Regions from separate parts of the Callithrix jacchus genome. Here region 2 is linked to region 1. Evidence: chromatin contacts called from public Hi-C data. All regions are on one chromosome and are shown on one strand. Each heading gives the region's core, a stretch centred on a gene start, on an enhancer-like site or on the middle of the called end of the contact. The rest is flanking DNA. Distances are from core to core; before and after follow the strand shown.

The links. A called contact is a pair of places that touch in the nucleus more often than the background predicts.
Region 2: a Hi-C map of skeletal muscle shows a contact between it and region 1, with 7 times the contacts expected there. The contact joins two enhancer-like sites. A contact is called at or near these places in 2 of 3 Hi-C or Micro-C datasets (both in skeletal muscle).

What each region holds. Positions count from the first base shown.
Region 1 is chr3:169,931,124-169,937,053 of calJac240_pri, forward strand. The region is part of intron 3 of PPARGC1A (PPARG coactivator 1 alpha); the gene reads left to right. Among named protein-coding and RNA genes, the nearest start is that of PPARGC1A, 550 kb to the left of the region's middle. Within about 2 kb of position 1,333, at least 4 of the 16 cell types and tissues checked have an H3K27ac peak or open chromatin away from gene starts, as enhancers often do. A contact at or near this core is called in skeletal muscle, where this site is marked.
Region 2 is chr3:170,495,998-170,502,307 of calJac240_pri, forward strand. It overlaps LOC108590988 (a long non-coding RNA gene), which reads left to right. Exons shown (of 4, transcript XR_001910756.5): 3 at 1-2,813; 4 at 4,599-4,713. Among named protein-coding and RNA genes, the nearest start is that of GBA3, 700 kb to the right of the region's middle. Within about 2 kb of position 1,589, at least 2 of the 16 cell types and tissues checked have an H3K27ac peak or open chromatin away from gene starts, as enhancers often do. A contact at or near this core is called in skeletal muscle, where this site is marked.

The sequences.
Region 1 (5,930 bases), core at 83-2,582:
CTCCTGAGCTTTGGCCCCTTCTATGCTACTTAACTAGTGTGATCTGGGAAAAGTCACTCGAGATGTCTACACTTCCATCTGTAAAATGGAAGTATAGCATTAGCTCCCTGGAGGCAGAAGGAGGATGGACTAGATAATTCCCAGCCAAGGGAGGTAAGATTAGTCCCACTAACAACATTCTCTGTTGTTTTCTGTCTTCTCATGAATTTGGGTCCTTTTAGACTCTTCCAATTTTTATTGATCGGTACCTTTGGTTTTTAGTTATCTCTTCCCTTTTTGTCTGATTATTACTTTTACTTATATATCTTGCTATTTCCATTTGTTGAATAACTAAATGGATTTTCCTTCTTTCTATTCCTAGCTACCATGACCACCACCACTATGGCAACCCCTGTTACAATTTACTGTATAACTACTGCCTGACTTTGTGCTAAGTGTAGAGCATGAACGGTAACTCCTTTTAACAACGCTGACAGTGGGGTATCATTATCCCCATTTTGCACATGGGAGACTGAGGTTCGGCAAGGTGAAATGACTTGCTTGAGGTCACATGATAGTAAGTGCTGGAGTTAGACTTTGGATCTGGGTACCTCTGACTCCAAAGATCATCATAGCTTCTGTGGCTTCCCATGAGCTACTATTTATTGAACACCTACCACTTGTTAGCCACTTAGCATATATCACCTCTTTTTATCCCCACAGCAGTCTTGTAAATTAGGTATTATTTCTCCATTTTACTGCTGAGGATAATAAAGCTTAGAGAGAGGTGTTAGGTAAGTACACCAGAGGCACACTGCCAATAAATGTTCTCAAATCCAATGTCAGATGACATTGGATTCTTGCTTCCTTTCTGCTCTCTGCTTTGTGAATGAATCAGTGAGTGAATGGGTCACCTTCCTTTCTTCCTCTTTTTCACTATGCTTTGTTCCTTTATTCTCCTTTAAAAAATATATACCTTAACTTTTTAAATTAAAAATCTAAAATATACTAGAGGTAAAAAAAAAAAAAAAAGTAGGGGGGTGGGGGATGCAGAAAAGCACAAATAAAACAGAACTAGTCTAAGTAACCTTCCACCCAGAGGTAATCACTTTCCTTCCTTTTTTTACCCCTCCTTCCTTCCTGCCCTTGCCTTTGTATCCTCTTAGCCAAGAGTCACATTCCTTCTCTACCTCTTCCAGCACAAACTCCCTTTGGGGGTCCGAGTTTCCCTGCTGCGGCTCTTGGCATAACGCGTGACACACACATTTGCAAAACTAATCAACTGTGGAGGGGACAGGGAGTCTCAGCACAAGCTCAGAAAGGCAGCGGCCACCACAGCAGCCAGTTCCCTTTCCCTGGCCTGAGAGGTGGGGTGAGCAGGCAACTCCCTGTCACTGAGCCCCAGCTGCCCCTCACCAGACTGTGAAACAACAGAGGCCCTAGCAACGGAAAATGCCACCGGACACTCCACGTGGCGGCATGTGCCGGGGTGCCTCTGGGAGCCTTGCGTTCTAAGCCAAAGTTCAGCTGAAGGGCAGTAGCCAAGCCAGAAAGTCATGTGGCTCCCATGTTGGTTAGTGTGTCACTTTGAACAGCTCTTATCTGATATTATTATGACTAACTCAGTGCTGACAGCATGGGACAGATTATAGGGGACATGTGACAATTATTTAAGGCATCACTGAGTGCACTGTGCAGCTTATATTAACCCCTTCTTTCCAGGTTCACTTTCCTGCTTGTGTTTGTCCCTTTGAGAGTCTGGGTAGGAAAAAGAAACAAAAAAGTACATTGAACCCGGAAAGGTGCTACTGGTTTCTATTTGAGCAGCCTCTGGCAACAATTTATTTTTGTCCCCATAGCTTGAACAGTATATGTTCTTTGGGCCTAAAAAAAAAAAAAGAAATCAATGATAAGGTTGTTCATATTTCAAAACCTTTCTTTTTTTATACCTTGTACTGATAAAATTCCATACCTTTGCCATCATGGTTGTTATTAAGGTTGATCTTTAAGATATTAGAGAACTGCGTTGACGTGCTAGCTGGAGAAATAGTCCTTCAGCGTTGCACCTAAATGTCAGTGGGGAGAAGGCGTTACTCCCCACACTATGATTGACATCTTGGATGGTGCAAAGCAAACAGAAGAAATGCTACTATTTATTATTTATTTTCTGCCCTTGAGTATATACATGGAATGGCACAATGTGAGGGCTGTTACGCCGAACATCAAGTTAAGAGTCACTCACATGGTGGAGAGGGATTTTTTCCTGCTTAAAGCCATGGGTAGTAATATAAAAATTCTTTATGTGTGAGTGCAAAGGAATTTCAAACCTGATTTGGGGACTTAAAGGTAAATGAAACAGAATAGGTAAAAGTTACAATGATATCATCTAAAGTTGTCAAGGATGCTAAAATGTACATATGTTCCCTGTGGTACCCTGGGGCGGGGTGACAAACAATGGGGTGTGCAAACTTATTGGAGATGTTAAACATCAGCCATGTTTTGAGGATTTCCTTGGTACGTTTAGGCCCTGTTAACACTCAGCTGTAAAGTGGAAGGATAATACCCTCCTCATAGGGTTGTTAAAAAGATGTAATGAGAAGAGCCTCATAAAGGCTTAGCCTAGGGCACAGTGAATGCGAAATAAAAGGTGGCAGGTATTACTCTAGTTATTATTCTTGTTATTATTTGTAGGCAAATCCTCTGCAGCAGAAGGCAGCCAAGTTTGAACACAGACTTGAAGTGTTAACACCTTCAGGATGATTTCAATCTTGGGGCCACCTCAACCTTTGCCACTGAGGGTAAAGCCATTGCCAGTCTTCCTTCCCCACTCCCCATAATGGGAGCCACACTTTTTCCTCTCAGTGAAGTGCCTGCCATGGTTTCTGTCATTGACATTCAACAGTGTTCACACTTAGCTACTGCAGAGGGACCTGCACCACTTCCAGCAAAGTGTCAGTGGGAGGGTCTCAGGAGACAGCACTAGCTTTATTCTTCTTATTTTTCCAAGCGATTCAGCTCTGGCTTCAAACTTGCATGTGCTGGTCAACCATGTAAAAGGTCTGTGGTTAACTGGGCCTACATCCTAAGATGGTGGTTGATGGATCATCTATTAAGATGTGAGCACATCCTCAGGGGCTTCATTTTTCCATCTCTAGTAATTCATTCAAGTTTTTGTTCTACCACATCTGGCACACTCTGTCTCATTTTGTCTATAGGAATACCTTAGCGTCTTTTATAGATTGGTGTTCTGTGTACCTCCCTGGGTTGACCTAACATTTAATCCAGTTTGGGAGAGTTCCTTTTATTTATTTATTTATTTATTATTATTTTTTTTTATTTTCAGTTCCAGGGGTACATGTACAGGATGTGCACATTTGTTACATAGGTAAACATGTGCCATGGTGGTTTGTTGCACCTGTCAACCCAACACCTAGATATTAAGCCCAGCATGCATTTGTAATTTTTCCCAAAGCTCTCCCTCCCCACCACCCCATCCCCTGGCAGGCCCCTGTGTGTGTTGTTTCCCTCCTTCTGTGTTCTCACTGTTCGGATCCTACTTATAAGCAAAAACATGCAGTGTTTGGTTTTCTGTTCCTGTGTTAGTTTGCTGAGGATAATGGCTTCCAGCTCCATCCATGTCCATGCAAAGGACATGATGTTGTTCCTTTTTATGGCTGCCTAGTATTCCATGGTGTATATGTACCACATTTTCTTTATCCAGTCTATCATTGATGGGCATTTGGGTGGATACCATATCTTTGCTATTGGGAGTAGTGCCGCAATGAACATATGTGTGCATGTATCTTTATAATGGAATGATTTATAGTCCTTTGGGCATATACCCAGTAATGGGATTGCTAGGCCAAATGATATTTCTGGTTCTAGATCTTTGAGGAATTACCACCTGTCTTCCACATGGTTGAACTAATTTACATTCCCACCCACAGTGTAAAAGCATTCCTATTTCTCCACAACTTCACTAGCATCTGTCATTTCTTGACTTTTTAATAATCACTAATCTGACTGGTGTGAGATGGTATCTCATTGTGGTTTTGGTTTTCATTTTATTTATAGTGATTCATATTGAGTATTTATTTTGTGCCTGGCCTGGAGGTACAGGAGAAACAAAGCCTAGAAGCCTAGGGTATAATTTCGCTGCCTCCATCGTCCCACCAGAAATTTTTGATTTTCCCTCTAAGGAAATTCTACTCAGTGGCAGCTGCATGTGAGAACAATAACCTTGAAAGAATGAAGCACCTGACTCTGTAAATATTCCAGACACTTTTTACTGACACCTTTATTCTGATGCATCAGATCTGGGTTGATATTTGGCTAGGGTGCACCATCATGGCAGTACCAGTTGTCAAAATATTAAAATGCTAGCAGCTGCCCTCCAAGTGCCCAGACCATCTCAGTATGGCTCCTGCTTTTGGAGCTCCTCAACTGTTTTTTGATCTAGTAACCAAAGGATTAATTCTTGCCATAGCAGAATGCAGCTAGAATGCATTCTGATTGGTTGAAGTCCATTTCCAAACTGGCTCTTAAGCCTGCAAGTGTTTTTGAGTCATAAAACAATTCTGTTTCATGATGTAGGAATCAATCACAGAAGCTGAATTTCGATTGTGGACAGTGTAGTACAATTGAGGAGCCTTGGCTGGATCCTGCTTCCATCCCTTCTGATCTGTGTGGCCTTGGATGCGTTATTCTCAATGCCTTAGTTTGTGTAGATGAGAAGAACAGTAATGCCTAGACAGCAGGCTGCCGAGGGCTACTGCAGGGATAAATTAATTCAGACATATAAAGCACCTGGAACCATGTTTCAAGATAATAGGTGGTCAGGAAGAATTACTTATTATTATTTTTATTAGAAAATATTGTAAAACTCAAGCTCAAATTTGATTGGTTTCAAGAAAGATGAAACAGATCCAATTACCCTCTCTCTTTACTGCAAAATTAAACAAAACAAAAACAAGAAAAATATCATAAACCTTTTCTTGATGGATGTAAGTAAATATATAGGAGGCTTTTATTTTACTGGAATTATAACATGTATCTTTAAAATGTCTACATGTAGGATATACAGACAGTCCCGGGCATATAATGGTTTAACTTGTGATTTTTGGACTTAATGATGGTGTGAAAGTAATATACATTCAGTAGAAACCATACTTCAAGTACAGAATACCCATAGAAACAGTCTGTTTTTCACTTTCAGTACAGTATTGAATAAATGACATTTTTTTAAAATAAAATAGGCTTTGCATTAGATAATTTTGCCCAACTCTAGGCTAATGTAAGTGTTCTGAACACATTTATGGTAGGTTAGGCTAAGCTGTGATGTTGTAGGTTAGATGTGTTAAATACATTTTCAATGTAGATATTTATGACTTACAATGGATTTATTGGACATAACCCCATTGTTAGTCAAGGCACATCTGTATGTGCAAATGTGTTTTTTGTTAGATAGATCATGTATTCAGTAATTATTGTTATGTGCATGGAGGATATAGATGAATAACAGGGAGCCCCTGCTGTCAATGATCTCATTGTCTATGGGGGAAACAGATGCATAAACCAGTGATTATACTGTGCTGGATGCAGTAGTAGATGAGTACATCAGGCTCTCGAGGAGCCCTGAGCAGAAGGACCTAATTTGGCCTCAAGTAGGCAGTGAGACTCCCTGGAACAACTGACACCTGAGCTGATTCTTAAATAATGAAGAGAGTTCCACATGGAGAAAGGATCTGGGAAAGGATTTCAGGCAGAGCTGGAGCAAAAGCATGATAAAAGGGCATTTTCTTGGACATAGGAAGCAGGGAGTGGTAAGAGGTCAGGCTGGAGGCAGGACAGGGACCAGCTCAGAGAAGACCTTCCTACCATGTTCAAGAGCTTGCTCTAGGTCAATGTTGAGGGGCTGAAATGATAGACACCAAGGTGGGATGTGGCCAGAG
Region 2 (6,310 bases), core at 339-2,838, 570 kb after region 1:
GAATATGAAATTGATACCTTCTCATTTGGTCCATCTTAGTTTCCAATTCAGAGCATTCCAGAGTAATAGTATAAAAAATTAACGAGATCAGGCGCTGTGGCTCATGCCTGTAATCCTAGCTACTTAGGAGGCCGCAGTGGGCAGATCATGAGGTCAGGAGTTTGAGACCAGCCTGGCCAACATGGTGAAATCCCGTCTCTACCAAAAATACAAAAAAAAAAAAAAAAAAAAAAATGGCTGGGCATGGTGCTGTGTGCCTATAATCCTAGCTGCTTGTAAGGCTGAGGCAGGAGAATCATTTGAACTCAGGAGGCAGAGGTTGCAGTGAGCCAAGATCACACCACTGCACTCCAATCCCAGTGACAGTGGGAGACTCCATCTCAAAAATAAAACAAAACAAAAATTAATGGAAATGGGAAGTTGGCACACAAAGTGAGGGTTTTGGGGTTACATACAGACACATCCACATACTTGAGACTTCCTCTCCAAGAGGAAAGAAAAGGCTACTTGAAGGATTGTCTGCTTATCTGTGGCAAGGTAGTGTTGTTCACTGGGCTTATAAATTAAACATAAGTGCAGTAACAGTGCCTAAAATACACATGTATATTCCACACATACACACACACACACACACACCATGTGCACTCTGCAGACTGTGTTCACAGCCATGACAACAATTAATTTATCAATGTGAGTAAATGACTTTCACTACACCTTCACAGTGCCTTGTTTCTTCAAGCATCTGAACATCCCTTCCCTTTTGGAAAACACCTCACATTAATCCAACACCCCTCATTATGCATAGTGAATGTTCCTTCCAACACAGGAAAACTAAACAAGTATCATCTGTGTGTGCCTATGGGTAGACTTCCTTGCTGAAGAGGTTTACCCTGCGGCACATAGAAGGTGCTTAAATTGTGTCCAGTTGGCAAGAGACAGTGATCATGCACTGTGTATAAAAGCATAAGTAACTTGCTGTGGGTCTCTGGAGATACTAACGGAACTCCTCCATCTTCTAGACTTGACATTTCCATGAACTGAGGGACAATGTAGCTTCCTTCTCCAACATAAGCACTGAGTCCTACAGCTGCTGTGACGGAAGAAAATAAGTATGATTCATGAAATTGTCATGGGATCCTTGGGGTGTCGCTTTGCCAGCTGGAAACTTCTGTGGCCAGTGACACCTTCTGCCTGAGTACTGCTTGTGCCCACTGGGCTCATCTCACGCACACAGTCCGGCAGGCTGTGCTTAGCTCATATTACTGGCCCTGATTCCCCATCTGCCAAGGGCAAGCCAGGCGTGGAGCAGCAGGGGTGTGTGGGCAAGCAAGCACAGGATCTGGCCACTGTGCACAGCCAGGCATGTCAGCTGTTCCAGCAGGGTGCCGCTCTGTGCAAGGCTACTGCTGAACCAGATGCAGCACACATGGCTTCTGCTGCAGACACCTGCATCTGGACAAGGGGAACGTGATGATGTCCAGAAGATTGGAGATGCCAGGAACCACAGAGCCCCAAAGAGGGTGTCACAGCCCTGGCTCAGGGATCCCCTAGTTCCTGGCTCCCTGAAGGGCCACAGCTGTTCTAGTTCTTTTCTTCTTCTCTTTACCCACAACATGGCAAGCAGGGGTACATGTTTCAGCCTTGTTTGTGTCAGTTATTTCAGTCACACATTCAGCAGGTCCCAAGTTATTGTCCTTCATCCAGGAATAATTAACTATGTGGGACAACTGGAGGGTGAGCAAAGTGGAGAGGAGCTTCATGAGGTGACAGAACAGCTCTCAGGAGACCTGTAGTGGGTAGCTATTTTCTGCAGGCAGGTCTTCCCCAAGAGCCTCCAGCTCTCAGTGGAGAGGAGACCAGATATGGGTAGCTCCTTCCTGCAACTGGCAGTCCTGACAGCTGTTGGAGTCTGGCTGAGTCCAGGGAGTTTTATGGGCCCAGAAGAGAAGAAGTGTGTGCTGATTGGCCCATGGGCAATCATAGGTGAGCCCAGAAAAAACACCATAAGTTCTTATTTTGGTCTGAGGACTCCATTTGTAATTGACAGCCTGGTCCCCATGCTGCAGGCCTTCCCTTACTTGAAGGTTGGGCTGCATCAGGCACCTGGGCAGGTGCCTGTCTGCCTCCTGCCACCACCTACCTGTCTTCCACAGTGCCCAGGCTGTTTGTGCCAAGGGGCATCTGCAGGCCTGTGCTGAACTGCCCTCAGTGTTCCCTTGGCCTCCTTCCCATACTCCTCAGTCCAAAGTCCAGAGGAAGCCGAGGTGGCAGGGAGCTGGCATGTCAGCGCCACCTCAAGTGTGTGCACACCTGGCCAGGTGGCAATGACTCCCAGTTTTGGCCTCATCTTTGCTCCAAAATTCAATCAGGTGCTAGGAGCAGTGAGAAGCTAATAGTGGGAGAGGGCACTTCTGAGCCTGTTGGGGCAGTGGGGGAAGTGCTTCCTGGGGCCCCGAGAGCACAGGGATGCCCCTGTCTGCAGCTGTGGCTGGGTGACTGCAGCTGCACCCAGGGAGGTTGCTTTTTCCAGGCCCACCCATGGCTGCCCATGGACCAATCAGCATGCACTTCCTCCCTCATAGGTCATAAAACCCCCCCAACTCAGCCAGACTGGGACACACTTGGGATTACCAGCTCCAACTCGGAAGGGGGCAGGACTCCTTCCTGTTCCCAGCTCCTGTTAGCACAGAGTCCCAGCTGTACCTCTTCCAACACAGCCAACGTCTTCACAGTGGCCACTCTAGATGGGCCACCTCTGCCATCAAATTTTTCTCTTAAAGGACACTTAGCAATAATCAACAGCATAATAGAGAGTGAGTGTGATTTCCACAACCTTTCTGTAGATAGAAACTTAAAATTCTTATGAAGGCATTATTTCATAGGGTATACATATAAATATGCAATAGATGTGGACTACCTCTGTCTATATATAGATATATAGATATTTACATTTATAGTTTAAATAGATGTGAGTATAGACACATACATATACAGATATATATTCCTCATTTTAAAGTTAAATCTTAGACATTTAAAACAGTTTGTATGCAATGTAAAATGTGCCTTTCCAAGGACCTTTGAAGTATTGCCAATGATCTGGGCATTAGCAGAAGTTCTGATGTGCATCTTGAATAGGCCCATTACCCCAGCTGAGCCTCAGTTTTTAAATCAGAAAAAAATAAGAATAACTACTTTCACCCTGTCTTCCAAATCAGATTATGGGATAAAACCAATAATGTGAACGTACTTGGAAACACGAAGCACATTTCAGATCCTAGGCAGGGGTTGGAGGATTAGAAATTTAAGAATGTAAATGTCTATAGCATATTTGCATAAGCTTCAATTTAGTAGTACCTTTAAAAGGAAATGTGTTCATCTCTACTCATAATTCTTAAAATTACTTTAAATTCCACAGCTTGGTTTTGGTGCATTATACATGAGGTAGGACTAGTTTCACAGCTGGACTTTATAGCATGGGAGTACTTAGAATATTTTTGTGGATAATGTAGTCCTCTAGAAATATTTTTTTTCGAAATTTTGAGAAAAAGGAATATTCAAATTATGATTTTTTATTCCCAACAAGTCCTAAGATGTTTTAGGACATATTTCAAGAAGTGTCAAATTTCTTATATTCTTTTTCAAATTCACAATGAAACCGTCGCAGATTAAAACTCTAGTTCACACTTAAGCTAAATTGAGAAATCCAGAGTACAATCTTAAGGAATGATGAAAGAAGACAATCTTGTTCCTCCTTCAGAAGAAGGTGCTGAAACATTTAGAAAAGTTGGAAATATTTATGTAAGTAGACCCTGCTTCAGCAAGAACAGCGTATGATTCACAACTCAGTGATAGTGAAGAGGTTAGCTCCAGGGTAATAACCCTGCCGCATTTCATGAGAAAAAGACTTTCCCTCCCATGCAATTCTCTGAAAGATCTGTTGGTAGGTGATAGCATTTCTAGTTTTTAAATAAGGAAATCAAGGCTTCAACAATTATATGATTACCATGCTATATATTAATATTAAACTATATCCACCCTTGTCTCAGAAATAATTTAAGATAAAAAACATGCATATCCATCTCCCCATCACTTTACAATTGGAATATAATCACTTCTTGCTAGTCATTGCTTCTGCCCTTGTTTTTTTCTCCCTCCCCTCTCAGGCAGGGTCAGCAAACTCTTTCTTAAACTGCCAGATAGTAAATTATTTCAGATTTGCAGGAAATACCATCTCTGGTTTAACTGCTCAGTTCTGCCACTGTTGCATGAAAGCAGCTGTAGATAATACATAAGCAAATGGACATGTCTATTATCCAGCAAAATTTCTCTTACAAAAATAGTCAGCAAGCCAGATTTTAACCATAGTTTACTGACTCTTGATTTAAAGAATCGTGTAAATGTCATGAATTCTTCCCTTTCATTCAAAGTTCACTTAAAATTTGCTCTGAGCAAACTTAATCAATAATCAGCCCAATATGCCAGGAAACCCCACAGCCTCACATCATTTATAAACATGTTGTGTGATGGTGTGTGTGTATTATGTGGCTTATAATGGGCTTTACAAAATATTTTAGAATTTATTCTCTTTCTCTTTTTAGGTTGTATCCTCTTGAAAGACAAAGGGCCTGTCCTCTCATTCCTATTGGGATTGCTCATATAATCAATCCATTGTGCTGATGAATGTTTAATAAATGTGTTTGAATACTGAAAGAGTAAAAAAGAGTTCAAATTTGTTGTAAATTTAAGTAACTGAATATGAAACGTGTGAAAAAAGAATAACAGAATTTCATCATTAGATAATCAAACACCACATGTTCTCACTCGTAGGTAGGTGTTGAACAATGAGAACACATGGACACAAGGAGGGGAGCATCACACACTGGGGTCTGTTGGGGGGGAATAGGGGAGGGACAGTGGGCGGTAGGGAGTTAGGGAGGGATAACATGGGGAGAAATGCCAGCTATAGGTGACGGGGATGGAGACAGCAAACCAGATTGCCATGTATGTACCTATACAACACTCCTTCATGTTCTGCATATGTACCCAGAACCTAAAGTTCAATAAAATATATTACAAAAAAAAGAAATAGGAAAATAATGAAAATCCATGTGTGACCATTGACATTTCCTTAAAATCCCTAGATTTGGGCAGGAGGTTCACAAATGTTTTATTTTGGGGAGGATGGTTCTTTTCCCAATAACAATAGTCACTGTGCCTGTGCACTGTCTCCTTCAAGGAACCATTCACACTACATTCTATGTAAAATCCTGATGAGTGGACAACTGCTGATCAATTTGCTGTTCTGTCCTAGGTTGTTTCTTAGTTAGGGGATTGTTTTTTGCCTTCATTAAATACCAATACAATACACTATGCTGAATCCTATAAATAAAAAATGTACTTGCTCCAGTTTACCAGTAGCTCCTACTGTCTGTCAATTTGATTCAATTTGAATTTAAATAACTTTATTGTCATGACAAGGTACACATGAACTCAAGAGTTGCCAAAGCCAATAAGTCAGCACTTGGCTCTGGAGATAGTTTCTGTGTTGTCTTTCTCATTATTTTAAATGAAGGATAGACCAACTGTCACATGGTAGGAAAATCTATTTTTCCCTTGTATAAAAATAACTGAACATGAATGATGCTCTCTTTCAGGCCAGCATACAGAAATGTCCTCATTTATTAGGCTTGCTTTCATGGGCCAATTAGCAAAGGATTTTGTTGCCAATGCCAACTATATGAGATAGAAGTAGAAATAATAGCCTTTCTTTATACTTAAAAGTTATGAATATTCTCATGGTTGAATATTTGTCATTCTGTAGTCCAGAGGTTGGCAAATTGTTTTCTTAAAGGTCCAGGTAACAAGTATAGTAGACTTGCCGTTCATAACAGTTTGTATCACAACTAGTCAACTCTGCCTTTTTACTGATAAACACCCATGGATGATACTTAATAGACAGAGCCATGTTCCAAAATATATTTACTTAACAAAAAATGCAGATGACCCTGAAACTGCAGTTTGTGAATGCTGAATGTAAACCTTTGTTCCATATGTTGGTCCAGGCACTTCACATGTATTTGTTTTTACTGTCTGAATTATGTTGTGAACTCCCATAGGATTTGACATCCAGTTTGGTAATGGATGGCATTTGCACTTACTTGGTTAATGTCTGGATAGTTTGTGCCTGTTATATTAGTGTCTACCACAGTCTCTGGTACAAAGTAAGTGCACCGTAAGTATTTGTTACAAAAGGAGTTACCCGTTATGTGCTGGTGTATAACCTGTGATACAGGGTATATCACTTAAGATT